Linked DNA regions of Mus musculus: regions 1, 2 and 4 are each linked to region 3. The links are chromatin contacts, called in public promoter capture Hi-C maps. All regions are on one chromosome and are shown on one strand. The core of a region is the stretch at or near the end of the contact, and the rest is flanking DNA. Distances in the headings are between cores, read along the strand shown. Region 1 holds the start of Shb (src homology 2 domain-containing transforming protein B). Region 2 holds the start of Slc25a51 (solute carrier family 25, member 51). Region 3 holds the start of Stoml2 (stomatin (Epb7.2)-like 2). Region 4 holds the start of Exosc3 (exosome component 3).

Region 1 (2,793 bases), core at 230-2,729, 2.5 Mb after region 3:
TCTGGGTAGTTAGACGGGGTGCTCTCGCTCTGGCTCTGGGATCCGCAAGGGTGCGTTTGGGGAGCAGGAACCAAAGAGTCGGAGTCTAATCACCATCTGGCAAAATGAGCGCTGTAGCCTAGACCCCAGGATGCCAGAGCAAAGTTGATGCAAGGGATGGGAAACGTGGCAGTGCCTCAGTTCCCCAAGCGCACCAATAGCTTTGGAGCTTACCTTATCTTTCTGACCAGCTCCGGTCTCCTCGGCGGAGCACTTGTTGAGCAGTTTTTTGCCTCCGCAGGTCGTCGGGCTCCAGGTACGGCCGCCAGAGCACACGCCTCCCGGAGGGTCCCCCGCAGCGCTCGCGCTCTCCACTTTGATGAGTCGGTGCTTAGGGGAGATGTAGCGCACCTCCGCCGGCGTCGTCGGCCGCCGCTCGCTGCTGCTGCGGTAGAGGTGCGGGGAGCCGGAGGATGAGGACGAGGACGCGGCGGCGCCCGCTCCCGCCGCCGCGCAGCAGCAGCCCGCAGCTCCCGCTGCCGCCGTGAAGGCGCGCTGGCCCCCGCCGGGGTCCCCGCCGCCGCCGCCGCCGCAGTAGTCCAGGCGGCACATAGCTCGCAGTTTGCGCAGCGACGAGCCCGGCCCGTTGTACGGGTCCTCGAAGTCGCGCTCCTTCTGCGCGCGGTAGGCGCGGATGAGGTCACTCGTGCTGCCGCTGTCGTCGGGCAGAGAGCCCGACGAGGCCGAGAAGCAGGCGGCGGCCGACCCACAGGACGCCGAGGACGCCGAGCAGGCCTGCGGCACGGCCTGCGGGGGCTGCTCTCGTCGCTCGCCCCGGCGCCGCTGCTCCCGGTAGTCCGGCCTCGGCGGCTGCGGCGGACTCTTAGTCTTGCTGTTGCCCAAGCTGAAGTACTTGTTCAGCCACTTGGCCATGGCGAAGGGCCGCCTAGGGCCGCGGCGCGCGAGCCCGGTCCGCCGCCGCGGCCATTCGGGGGACAACGCTGTCGCCCAGTCCCGCAACGCCCCTGCCCCGGTGGGGGGCGTGCGGGGCACCGGTCGCCAAGTTCAAGTTCTCGCAGCCGCCGCCTCCTGCCGGCCGCCGCCTGGCTCCGGCCGCTGCTGCACAGCCCTCCGCCCCTGCCGCGCGCCGACCGAGCTTTGGATCTCGCGCCCCGCACAGACGTGTCTCATAGGGACCCGGGCCGCCTAGAGCGGAAGGCCAGGCGCCCCCCGCCGCGCACGCCCGCACCCAGCGCCCCCACCCTCGCGGAGCGCGCCCCTGCCCCGTGCGAGCCGCGGCCAGCTGCGGGCTTCTCGAGTGCACGGGGGCGAGCCCGGCCCCACTGCGGGTCGGAAAACAAGCGAACGAATGAGGGAGGCGGCCGGCGCCTGGCGGAGCCCGCGCGCCCCTGCCCGTCCCGGCGGCGCCTGGCTCTGCCGCTGCCTCTGCTGCCGCCTCCCGAGCCGCCGCGTGTGTGACACTCGGCCGCCAGAACCCGCCCAGCGCCGCGGCCCCGCCCCTTCCCGCAGGCCCCACCCCTCCGCCAATGCCACGCCCCTCCTAGGCCACGCCCCCGCGTGCAGCCAGGAACCTCCTCACGACTGCACGAGCCACCTCCTGCGGCCGCCTGGGCGCCAGCTCCGGGGTCCTGCCCTAGGGCGCCCGCGTCCTGCGGCTTGGCAGGCCGTGCCTCCCTCCAGCAGGGACTGCGGCTCTTTGAAGCCAAAGCAGTCAGCACAGTCCCTGGGGGCCCACGCGCCGTGCACTCTAGGAATGGATGTCCACCATCGAGGTGGTAGGCAGGCTGGACTAACGCACGACCTCTAGTTGACCGAGAGGACCATGCAGAGGAGATGCCCTAAAATGAGAGAGTGGCTGTCCCTCTTCTCTTTAAAGGGACAGAGACTCCGGTTCAGCTTTTCCGGCGCCGGGTCTTCGGAAAAACTCTTTATGCTAATGAGTGTATTAGCAATCCAGATGACGGATCCGGACGGGATAGGCGGCTGGGACCAGGCGGGGCACCAATCCCTGAGCAAGGCTAAGGGGAGGTCGGACTGTTTGCTTACCTTTTCACCTTCTAGGAAGTGGGGCTTTAACCCTGTTCACTGCCAACCTAGTGGAACCAGCTATGTAAACATTTAACGCTTAAGGTTGCCGGAGCTGGCGAGACTCTATTTAATCCAGAGACAGTTTTCCAGATGGAGAAACTGAGGCCCCGAGGTAGATTATACATGGATGACTAGGATCTGGTGGCACTGTGATGATGTAACTTAAGACAATGGAGTTATTATCCAAACGTGAGGAAACCCAGGCCAAAGGGGGGTAGCTTTCTGAGTCTGCTCTCAGAGGGGGTAGCAGGAGCCTTGTCAAGAACAAAATACTGCCTGAAAATGAAATAAGATATCTGCCTTCTAGATGTTAGATATGTTTGGAAGTTCTATTTGGCCAGCCCCACCCCCCATCCCCCTTGAGTACCTCTGAGCTGAAACCGTCCTTCAGAATGGTGATTTGCCAAAATAACACACTGTGACCGTAATTTCACCTGTCACCTGTACATTATATATAGGTTGGACACACTGTTTTTCCTGTGTCCTGTAGGAACAGTAACCTATCGAAGTAGAGAGCAAATCCAGGATCTGCTAGTACTGGAGGTCAGACTCTCATCCTGAGACTTCGGGACCTGGTAAGGCACAATGTGACCTCTTCCAAACTCTCCCTGCGACCTACCAGACTCAGGCTCCAGCGACACCACACTAGAAAAAGGCAGACCCATGACTCCGAAGGCTCCAATCTATCTGCTCAGCCCCACGTAG
Region 2 (3,061 bases), core at 251-2,750, 2.4 Mb after region 3:
TGTTCTGATAAGAGTTTAGAAGGCTCATCAAGTAAGGAGCTAACTGCCAATCAGCTCAATCGAGAGGTGGGAGAAAAATTCTGGAAAGTTGTCCTCTGACCTCCATTCAAGCGCCTTGGCACATTAGAGCCCCCCAACCTCCCTCCCCAAATATATATATATAAACTTTAAAACATGGCATGTTTTATAACAACACTCAGATCACTAACTTAACTCTGATAAACTGGTTCCTATTTAAATACTTCCAAATGATAATCTTTTGCAACTTACTATAAAATGTATTTACTACGACTGCTCTAGTTTGCTGTAAGGCACCGAACCTAACACAAGGGAGCAAAATCCACTTTGATCCAATAAGGGTCAAACTTCTGTGATGTAAGCACAGTGTAAATTCTAAATACTCAATGTAACTTTCAGCCCACAGGGATATGCAAAAGCCAGATATGACCTTAGTACAAAGGTCTTTGACCAAAAACAGGGCAAAGGGTGACTGTAATTCTTAAAAGACGTGAATTCCCACTAGTCAGCAGGTCTGAGTCAGCATACAAAACCAGGGTCAGGCAGGGTTCAAGTGCTAGTTACAGCAGGATTTTACCACTGCAAATGCAAAGCAACAGCTGTGACAAAAAAACCCATTATCTTAGCTTCTATCTGACAAAGGAGACTAGAGTCAATTCTTGTCAGAAGTGTCATGTCGCCCTAAGAAACGCTAAGGGTGACGACTCTGGTTTCTCATGTGCCCTGGATCCGAGTCTTCAAATCCTTTCAAAGCAAAGGCGCCGGAGATCCATTTTGGTACGGTAACTCCACACACAATTCATTCTGCTCAATAGACAACAGGTAAAAACTGACAACCAGAAGGTGGGCACTAGGACCAGCTGGGCAGCCTGTAGGGGCCAAGACAAAGGTTAAGCTAAAAGTCGTAAACATGGCCGAGGCGCTGCCATCCTCTACCTAAGCTAGCTACAACAATCCGCACAGAAGGGAACAATTGACGCCCGCCCACCCACCCGCCCGCCTTAGACTCTTTCCTGCGTGATGAAACATGGTGCCTCGGAACGAGCATTCTCCAGGCTTCCATCTGCCCACTCGGGGAGGACGGAGAGGCGCTGGGCGGAATGGCCAGCACCACCGGATACCACGGGCCGCCGCGATCCCGCGGGTGGCAGACAAAGGGAACCACGGGCCACCGCGATCCCCCGGGGCCTGCATCTCCCGAGCTGTGGGCGCCTCCCTGCCGGAGCGCGCCGCAGCACCACAGGGCCCTCGGCCGGAGCCGGGCCGCAGCTGCCGGGACCCGGACGCGTGGAGAGCGCAGGACCTGGAGCTCGGCAGCCCGCGACCCTGCTTCAAGCCTCCCTTCTCTCTGGCCCGAAGCTAGGGCAGCACAGCGGCCTCCGCTCCCCACCGCACCCCACCCAGGACTCACCCACGGCCCGGGGCGCAAGCCCGCAGGACGGCTGGCGAGCGAGCCCGCGCCCGCGCAGGCGCAGACTGGTCCGACCCAGGCAGGGGCGGGGCGGGGCGGGGCGGGACGTCGTCGAGCCACGTGACCAGGGCCCTGCCTCGCTCAGGGTCTGGGTAGCGCTATAGCTGCCTTGTACTGCGTCCGGTCCGGTACTGACTCTTGTCGCACCTTTTGCCAGGCTGTGGGGGTGCCGCTAGTCTCCCCGCCCCCCTGACTTAAGCTGAAGTTATACGGTGGCCTCGTTGTTCCACAAAACAGCAAGCGCGTCATTTAGCGTGTAGTCTGTTGAGATCCAGGGCTGTAGATAGCGCGTGCGTGGAGGCGCGAAAGCTTCTGATGAGGCGATCTCAAAGCTTGGTGGAGAGCTCTTTGTCACCGCACTTCACAGGACACCTGAGTTGTACATGAGGTCATACAGCTAGCCTCTTTTTCCTTAGATGCACACACAGTTTGTGGAGTCTTGGAAGGAGAACCCTGCTGTGAGTTAGGAGAGCCGGGTCAGAATTATAGCCGTGACATCCCTTGAGTGACTTTTGGCAAGTTATTCGTCTCTTCCATGAGTGGGTTCCTCCATGTTGTGACATTTGAACAATGGTTCTGATTTGCAGAACCACAGGCGATAAATGTCAGTGGACAGAAAGGACAAAGTCAGCCTTCGTGGGCAGGCTCTTCAGCAGACTCCTGAATGTGCGACCAGCTTGCCTCTTAGGACTGGGATTATCTCACCATTACACACCGTTCCAGGTGGGTGACCCAGCCTGCTTAGTGTTTACAGGTTTCTGAAGCTGTCGGAAACCACGCCTCCTAGGCCACGCCTTCTAGCGTCAGCAAACGGGAGTGTCAATCTTGGTATTTCAAAGCCTCCTTTAAGGAAGTTTGCCTAGAGATCCAGTCAATGAGTTCCTAAGAGGAAAAAAAATTACAAAACATTTCTTTTTTAAAAGAAAATAGATTTATTCTACTGTTAGCACATGTGTATAAGTACCCAGAGAGGCCAGAATAGGGCTTCAGATTTCTTGATCCTGGAATTATTAAAGGCTGTGAACTGTCCCATGTGGGTGCCAGACTCAAGAAGAGTATATGTTCTTTTCTTTTTCTTTTTCTTTTTCTTTTTCTTTTTTTTTCCAGAGCTGAGGACCGAACCCAGGGCCTTGTGCTTGCTAGGCAAGCGCTCTACCACTGAGCTAAGTCCCCAGCCCCTTTTTTTGTTTGTTTGTTTGTTTGGTTTGGTTATTTTCGAGACAGAGTTTCTCTGTATAGCCCTGGCTGTCCTGGAACTCACTCTGTAGACCAGGCTGGCCTCGAACTCAGAAATCCACCTGCCTCTGCCTCCCGAGTGCTGAGATTAAAGGTGTGCGCCACCAACGGCCCGGCACAGTGTATGTTCTTAACTGAGTGACCAAGCAACCTCTCCAGCACCCAACCCTCAAGTCTTAAAATAAGTTCCTGATTTTGGGTTGGGCCACACTGCTAGTGTCCTCTGCCACACGTACAGTCATGGCTCCCTGAGGAGGTGCCAGCTGTGCAGCAGGTACCTCCAAGGGAGGTCAGAGTCTGATGGACCCAAAGCCTACAAAAGCAGAAGTATGAGAG
Region 3 (2,793 bases), core at 183-2,682:
AAGCCTAAACTGGGAAGGCCCCTGGCTAACCTTGCTCCCCAGGAAAGAGTCAACAGTTTATGCACTTAAGCCCTTACTCCAGCCCAGATCCGCTTACCCGAAAAACTTTGTCCAGAGAGAGTTTGCCAAGCTCTGATCTCATAGTCGTCTGAGCTAACTGGGTGACAGCATACTCTGGGTCTTCCACACCGTAACTTGCCTGAAAGGGCAGGTATAGGATCAGAACTGAAGATGCAGGATTTTAAGGAAGAGGCAGTTCAGAAAACTAGATAAACCCAGGGCAGATACCTTGTAAGGATCCATGATGCGCAGATAAAGGACTCCATCTATTTGTAGTGTTACATTGTCTGCAGGAGCAAACAGAAGAGAAAAAAACTGTCGGTCAGACCTCTAAGTCCCAACCAGCTCTTTCTCCTAAGCCCTGGATCTATAGCAACCACATCCTAGCGCACTTAGCACATCCCTGTCACCCCATCGCTCTCACCAAGAGTTACGGCTGACTGCTCAGGCACGTTGATAACAATTTCCTTGAGACTCTGCACATACCGGATTCGGTCTAACACGGGGATCAGGACGTTCAGGCCCTGAGAAGAGGAGCCATAGATTCTCAGAAGGGTGAGGCTAGTAAACTTGAACTCTAAGCTAAGTCTGGAGTAAGTAGTAAGTCACGTATAAACATAGAGAAGCAATCCCTCCTATCATGGCCTCAAAGGCTGGGGTGTCACTGGTAGGGAAACCTAAGAGTACAAAAAGATAAGACTAGGCTTATGAATGTCAAGAATGGAAGCCAGCAAGAGCTGCTGCCTTTAGAGTATGGTAGCTCCAGGAATGAAGCCTATGGGTCACTAGGGTATTAGGAAAGCGGGGAAACACGGAGGTGGTGTTCAGGAGACTGGGCTCTGCTAGAACTGGTCCTCGCAGGTTAGAAGTGCAGACAGGCCCCGACGGAAGTCCCACTTCCACACGAGTAAACGATCAGACGATCTGGCTGGCTGAGGGCGGGCAAGAGAGGTTCTCACCGGTTCCAGGATCCGGTGGAATCGGCCCATTCGCTCCACCACCCAGGCCTCCTGCTGAGGCACAAACAGGATCACGGTGTTTCGGGGCAGTCCAGAGGAGGCGCGGCGCGGAACGCGGCCAGAAGCCTGCACCGAGCCCTGAAGGAAGACGAGAGTAGGCTGGGGACCAGGCGCGGATCCCTAAATCCCTCTCCCTAGATCTCGACACCCCCCCCAAGGGTCCCCGGAGAGTGATTCACGTGGGGACCATGACCTGTGACCACAGTCCTTCCCCCAAAGTTAGAAGCCCACTCCTTCCCAGCTCAAGACCCAGGTGATGTCGGTCCCGAGCCTCTGGTGAAGGTTGCCTCGCTCTCACCCTCAGCAAAAGGGCTCCAGTGCCCCGCGCCGCGCGCGCCAGCATTTCCCACAGCCTCGGCGACCTCCGGAACCAACGAGAGGTGGGGCAGAGCGGCCTCTTGTGAAGCCTGAACCCGAGCCCTTCCTTCAGCTGGTCCACTCCGCCCGACGTACTTCCGGCGTATTAGTCCACCCTCCCATCCCCACTAGTCGGCGTCCGTCAAATCGTTCCCTGGGAAACGTAGGCTTTGAAGAGAGAGCCCGAGAGTGCAAGTTTGTTCTGGTTCTCAAAAACTACGAAGCTCCTGGGCATTGTGGTAGAAATTGAGGCAATATTCCGTCCGCAAGTGGTACAGGAACACCGCCCACCAAATTCTGTACCCACAGCCGTGACTCAGTTTACCCTCCAGCTCGTGTATAACTGTCCTAATCTGTCACCATAACGACAATGGATTGGATTGGCGCTCAGTAGTTGCCCGTGGTTGCCATAGTGACATTCTTGGGTAGTCATGCTGTTGTGCCCAGCTCTCCCACTGGGGACTGACCCCATTCCCGTTGTCATGGTAACTAGGAGGCCTAACTTTACCTTAGGACTGGGCGGAGATTTCTCCCTTCCCTCTTTTCCCAAGGCATCAACAGCTCTTTTTCATATTTTTTTCTGAGCCAGAAACGGTCAGGCATGATCCCCTTACATACAGAGGGAAACAAAGAGCCTCAGCCTTTCATTTTTGTCTGAAACACATCAACCTTGCTCAGGTCTCTGACACTCTCTCAAATACAAGCTTTAAGAGGCCTGTATCCCCCCTCATCTCCTTCTTCTCATTCTCCTCCTCCTCCTTCATTTTACATATACAGACACTGAGGTTCTGATGGGGCTAAACTACAGAATCAGTGTAAGAATCCAGATTCTCAGAGTTTAGCCTCTGTAGCTTCACTTTACCCACCCAGCCCCCAGCACCTTATACAAAAAGGACTAAGACTATGGTCCAAGACTCAGCTCATCCCAGCCTAAGATCTCATGGGTTTGAGCTTGTTGCCAGAATTCCAGCTCCCTTTAGGCCCCACATCTCCATCCTCTTGAACACAAAAAAAAGTAGAGGTTAGTTCAAGTTTCCAAACAAGAATTTATTCTTTTTTTTTTCCTTAAAAAATGTACCAGGTACAATTTTTCCCATTTTTTTGTTTGTTTGTTTTGTTTTTCAAGTTTCAGCAAATGCTTGTTCCCCTCAGCCAAGCCCCAAGAGTTAAGGGTTGAGGCTGGGTCAGAGTCTTAAGTGAGGAGTGGAGTAACTGGGAACCATGTGACTGAATGAGGGGCACCCCTCATCCCAGCTGAGGTAGGTGGGTCAGAGTCTGGTCAGGTGAGAGGAGGTTCCCCAGTCCTTAGGCCTGACTCTGTCCCTGGACACCTTCCTCAGTCAGGACACCAAAGCAA
Region 4 (2,770 bases), core at 161-2,660, 2.3 Mb after region 3:
CTCTTCTGTCAGCTCCAGCTCCAAGGATTTAGAGCCATGATGAACAGATAGCCAATAGTGCCCATGGCCCTTAGACTAGGGCCATTTTCCTCATGGGGTGGATTCAGACATGACAGGTAAGGAGGGGGATAGCAGATGTAACTCTTCAACCCGGTAGAAAAGAACCAAGGCTGCAAACATGACATACAGCAATACTTCTGGAGCCGCAGCGCCTGAGAAACTCTTATAAACTGTCTTGGAGAACTGGTTTATGCTTTGAAGACAATTCAAGTAGCCCTCTGGATAGTTAACTTTCTCGGGAGTGGATATTTTTTCTTGTTGAAACCAAAGACTCCCATTATTACCTGCACATTTGGTCTGTTTCTTTTAGTTGCCCCTTCAAATGCCAGGTAAGACAAAGACGCTGGCTCACTCCCTCCAACATCAACTTTGAATATATCTCCAGATTTAGCGATCACTATGCCAATCACGTGGTCCCCTTTCACAGGTACATACTAAAAGCAGAATGAAAGAACAGTCATAAATAATACAAATATCATTACAAAATATCTTCTGAAACTTTCATCTAGGTTGATCAGGGTGGGTCTCAACCTATCCAGCCAACTCATACTCCCCATGTAGCTGCAACTACAAAACCGGCCCGCACCAGTCCAACTTTATGAACGTCTAATTCACACTTGATCAAGTTTCAAGTTTTCTCAGCATCCTTTACAAGTCTGGTGGCACAAGAATCTTTACATTCAAGGAAACCCACTCCATTTGACATTATTCCTAAGTGAAAGCTCTTAATTATTCTATGGGAATTTTAATTCCCTGTGATTTATTTGGACTCATTGCAACTGGGACACCAAATGGCAACCCCGAGGCTTTGGGTTTTTCAAGACAAGATCTCACGGAACCTTTCTCTCCTGTCACCCTTCTCAGGATGTGTTCCTATTGTGGTTCCTCTAAAGAAGATGCAGAGAGGGGGCTAGAAGCCACCGCGGCTCTAGATTCGCCTTAACCTATGATCGCTTGCAGGGGGCCCACTTTCGCGGCAGCGCCGCCTCTCCGACATCCGCTCACCCGCTTCTGCTGCGAGTCCACCCAGTAAACGCCGCCGCCGCCTCCGCTGGGCTCCTTGTGACGCAGGCGGCCACACTTGGTGACCAGCAGACGGTCCCCGCAGCGTCGCAAACCTGGGCCACACACTACGCGCAGCCTCGGGCGCGCACCCGCATTCAGGCGTAACGGCTGCTCCCCGGCGCCGCCAAGGCCGTCTACGTCCTCGTGGTCCGGCAGCACCAGCTCCTCCCCGGGGAGAACCACCTGATTCAGCACCTTGTGCACGGCCCGTGCTCGGCAGCCCGCCACCGACTCCGGTCCCGCGGACAGTACTTCAGCCATGGCAGGCGTCACCATCGCAGCTTCCGGTATCTACTTCCGCTTCCGCTACCCGCCCACCAGGGTCATCTCTTTCCGGTGGTTGTGGGCTTTCTGAGTTGGACTTGAGCTTGGGAGATACTCGCTTCATCCCATGGGTGCTACTCCCTGCCCTGTGTCTGTAGCTTCACGGTACCTAATGTAACAATCTCCCACCTCCTCCCACACACATCACACCTTTTCACCTACTTGAGTTCATCTCTTCAGTGGCTTGGGAACATCGGTAACTCAGGAATTCTCCCAGCTACTTCTTTGGGAGCACACTAACAGCTATGTGAGAAACTGTTAAATCCAAAACCCACAATGTGCAAGAACTTAAGAACTTACAGTTTTCTGACTTTGGGGTTATCTGTGAAACCAGCGTTTCTCTGTCGGCATCTTCAATGAGTAATTGATTCAGTTCTCCAACAGCACTGAAGGCCTTGGCATTGACTGAGATCAGTTGCTTGATGCTTTGCTGCCAACTCGAGTTTATAGATTTTTTTTTTAGGGAAGGGGCATCACAATTCCTGCAAATTTGGTAAAATGCTGGCAAGCCATTTAATCCCTGGATATAAGGGACAACTGAAATACAAGTGCCCCAGCCAAGTTGTTAATTAGTGCTATTGAAAGACTGAGAGTAAGACTCCGAGGTAGGCAGATAAGGAGAGGAGCCACGGCTAGGTAACAGGTGATGAATTGTCAAGTTGGCTAACTTCTTCCTCAACCTCAACCTCCTAACTCAATACAAGCTTAGCAGCCTCAAAAAAAGGCTGTGTAGGCTTTTGTGTAGAGGGTAGGAGGGCATGTGCTTCCAGGTAGTCCTATAGAAACCAGAATTGTTAAACATGCAGATCTTTTTCTTCAATGGAAGAAATTGACAGCTATTCACTTGGAAGGCTGGAATGGAGGTTGTTGAATACCAGGTAATTTTACCATTCTGTGGAGCTAGCTCTCACCTGAATCCCCCTTTTCCTGAGCATTTCCAGTCCATAGACTCCATCCTTATAAGAGAGATCTCATGGATTTGAAAAAGAGTTTGCTATTATGATTATAAAAACCTTTCCTCCCTAGGCTCTTCTCCTGAGCATGTTTTCTCAGTCAACAGAACCCACTCTTGTGGAAGAGGTCATGGTGCTTTTCAAGAAAACATGCACTTTGCAAGGGAGTTTAGATATAACCGTGTCCTAAGCTTTGTGGTAATAGTTGTCACAAGAAAACCTTTTTTTTTTTCTTTTGAAAGTTTTACTGTTTAAATAAGTAATAAATAAATAAATAAAAATAAACTGGAGTCAGACTCCCGAAGTTTGTACCAGCCCGGCTAAGTCATGCTGAACCACGTTTACTTCTTACTTTCTGGGGATCCGCT

What was found. Promoter capture Hi-C pulls out the DNA fragments that hold promoters and counts their contacts. Capture Hi-C pulls out chosen DNA fragments and counts their contacts.
Region 1: a contact with region 3 is called in a promoter capture Hi-C map of adipose tissue, with 5 times the contacts expected there. The contact joins the promoter of Shb here to the promoter of Stoml2 in region 3. A contact is called at or near these places in 2 of 39 promoter capture datasets (liver and pre-B cells) and 2 of 9 other capture datasets (adipose tissue and liver).
Region 2: a contact with region 3 is called in a promoter capture Hi-C map of liver, with 3 times the contacts expected there. The contact joins the promoter of Slc25a51 here to the promoter of Stoml2 in region 3. A contact is called at or near these places in 2 of 39 promoter capture datasets (erythroid cells and liver), 2 of 484 Hi-C or Micro-C datasets (CD4 T cells and CD8 T cells), 1 of 115 datasets of contacts at active chromatin or transcription factors (thymic regulatory T cells) and 1 of 9 other capture datasets (liver).
Region 4: a promoter capture Hi-C map of liver shows a contact between it and region 3, with 5 times the contacts expected there. The contact joins the promoter of Exosc3 here to the promoter of Stoml2 in region 3. A contact is called at or near these places in 3 of 39 promoter capture datasets (liver and neutrophils).

The regions. Positions count from the first base shown.
Region 1 is chr4:45,529,349-45,532,141 of GRCm38.p6, forward strand. It overlaps Shb (src homology 2 domain-containing transforming protein B), which reads right to left and starts at 1,480. Exons shown (of 6, transcript NM_001033306.1): 1 at 214-1,480. The coding sequence starts at 912.
Region 2 is chr4:45,407,266-45,410,326 of GRCm38.p6, forward strand. It overlaps Slc25a51 (solute carrier family 25, member 51), which reads right to left and starts at 1,501. Exons shown (of 3, transcript NM_001009949.3): 1 at 1,430-1,501. Gm46852 (a long non-coding RNA gene) reads left to right here and starts at 2,125. Exons shown (of 3, transcript XR_001784277.2): 1 at 2,125-2,212.
Region 3 is chr4:43,029,952-43,032,744 of GRCm38.p6, forward strand. It overlaps Stoml2 (stomatin (Epb7.2)-like 2), which reads right to left and starts at 1,433. Exons shown (of 10, transcript NM_023231.2): 1 at 1,378-1,433; 2 at 1,020-1,157; 3 at 485-584; 4 at 289-347; 5 at 98-199. The coding sequence starts at 1,422. It overlaps Fam214b (family with sequence similarity 214, member B), which reads right to left. Exons shown (of 9, transcript NM_001253353.1): 9 at 2,463-2,793.
Region 4 is chr4:45,319,206-45,321,975 of GRCm38.p6, forward strand. Exosc3 (exosome component 3) reads right to left here and starts at 1,411. Exons shown (of 4, transcript NM_025513.4): 1 at 1,066-1,411; 2 at 345-494. The coding sequence starts at 1,386.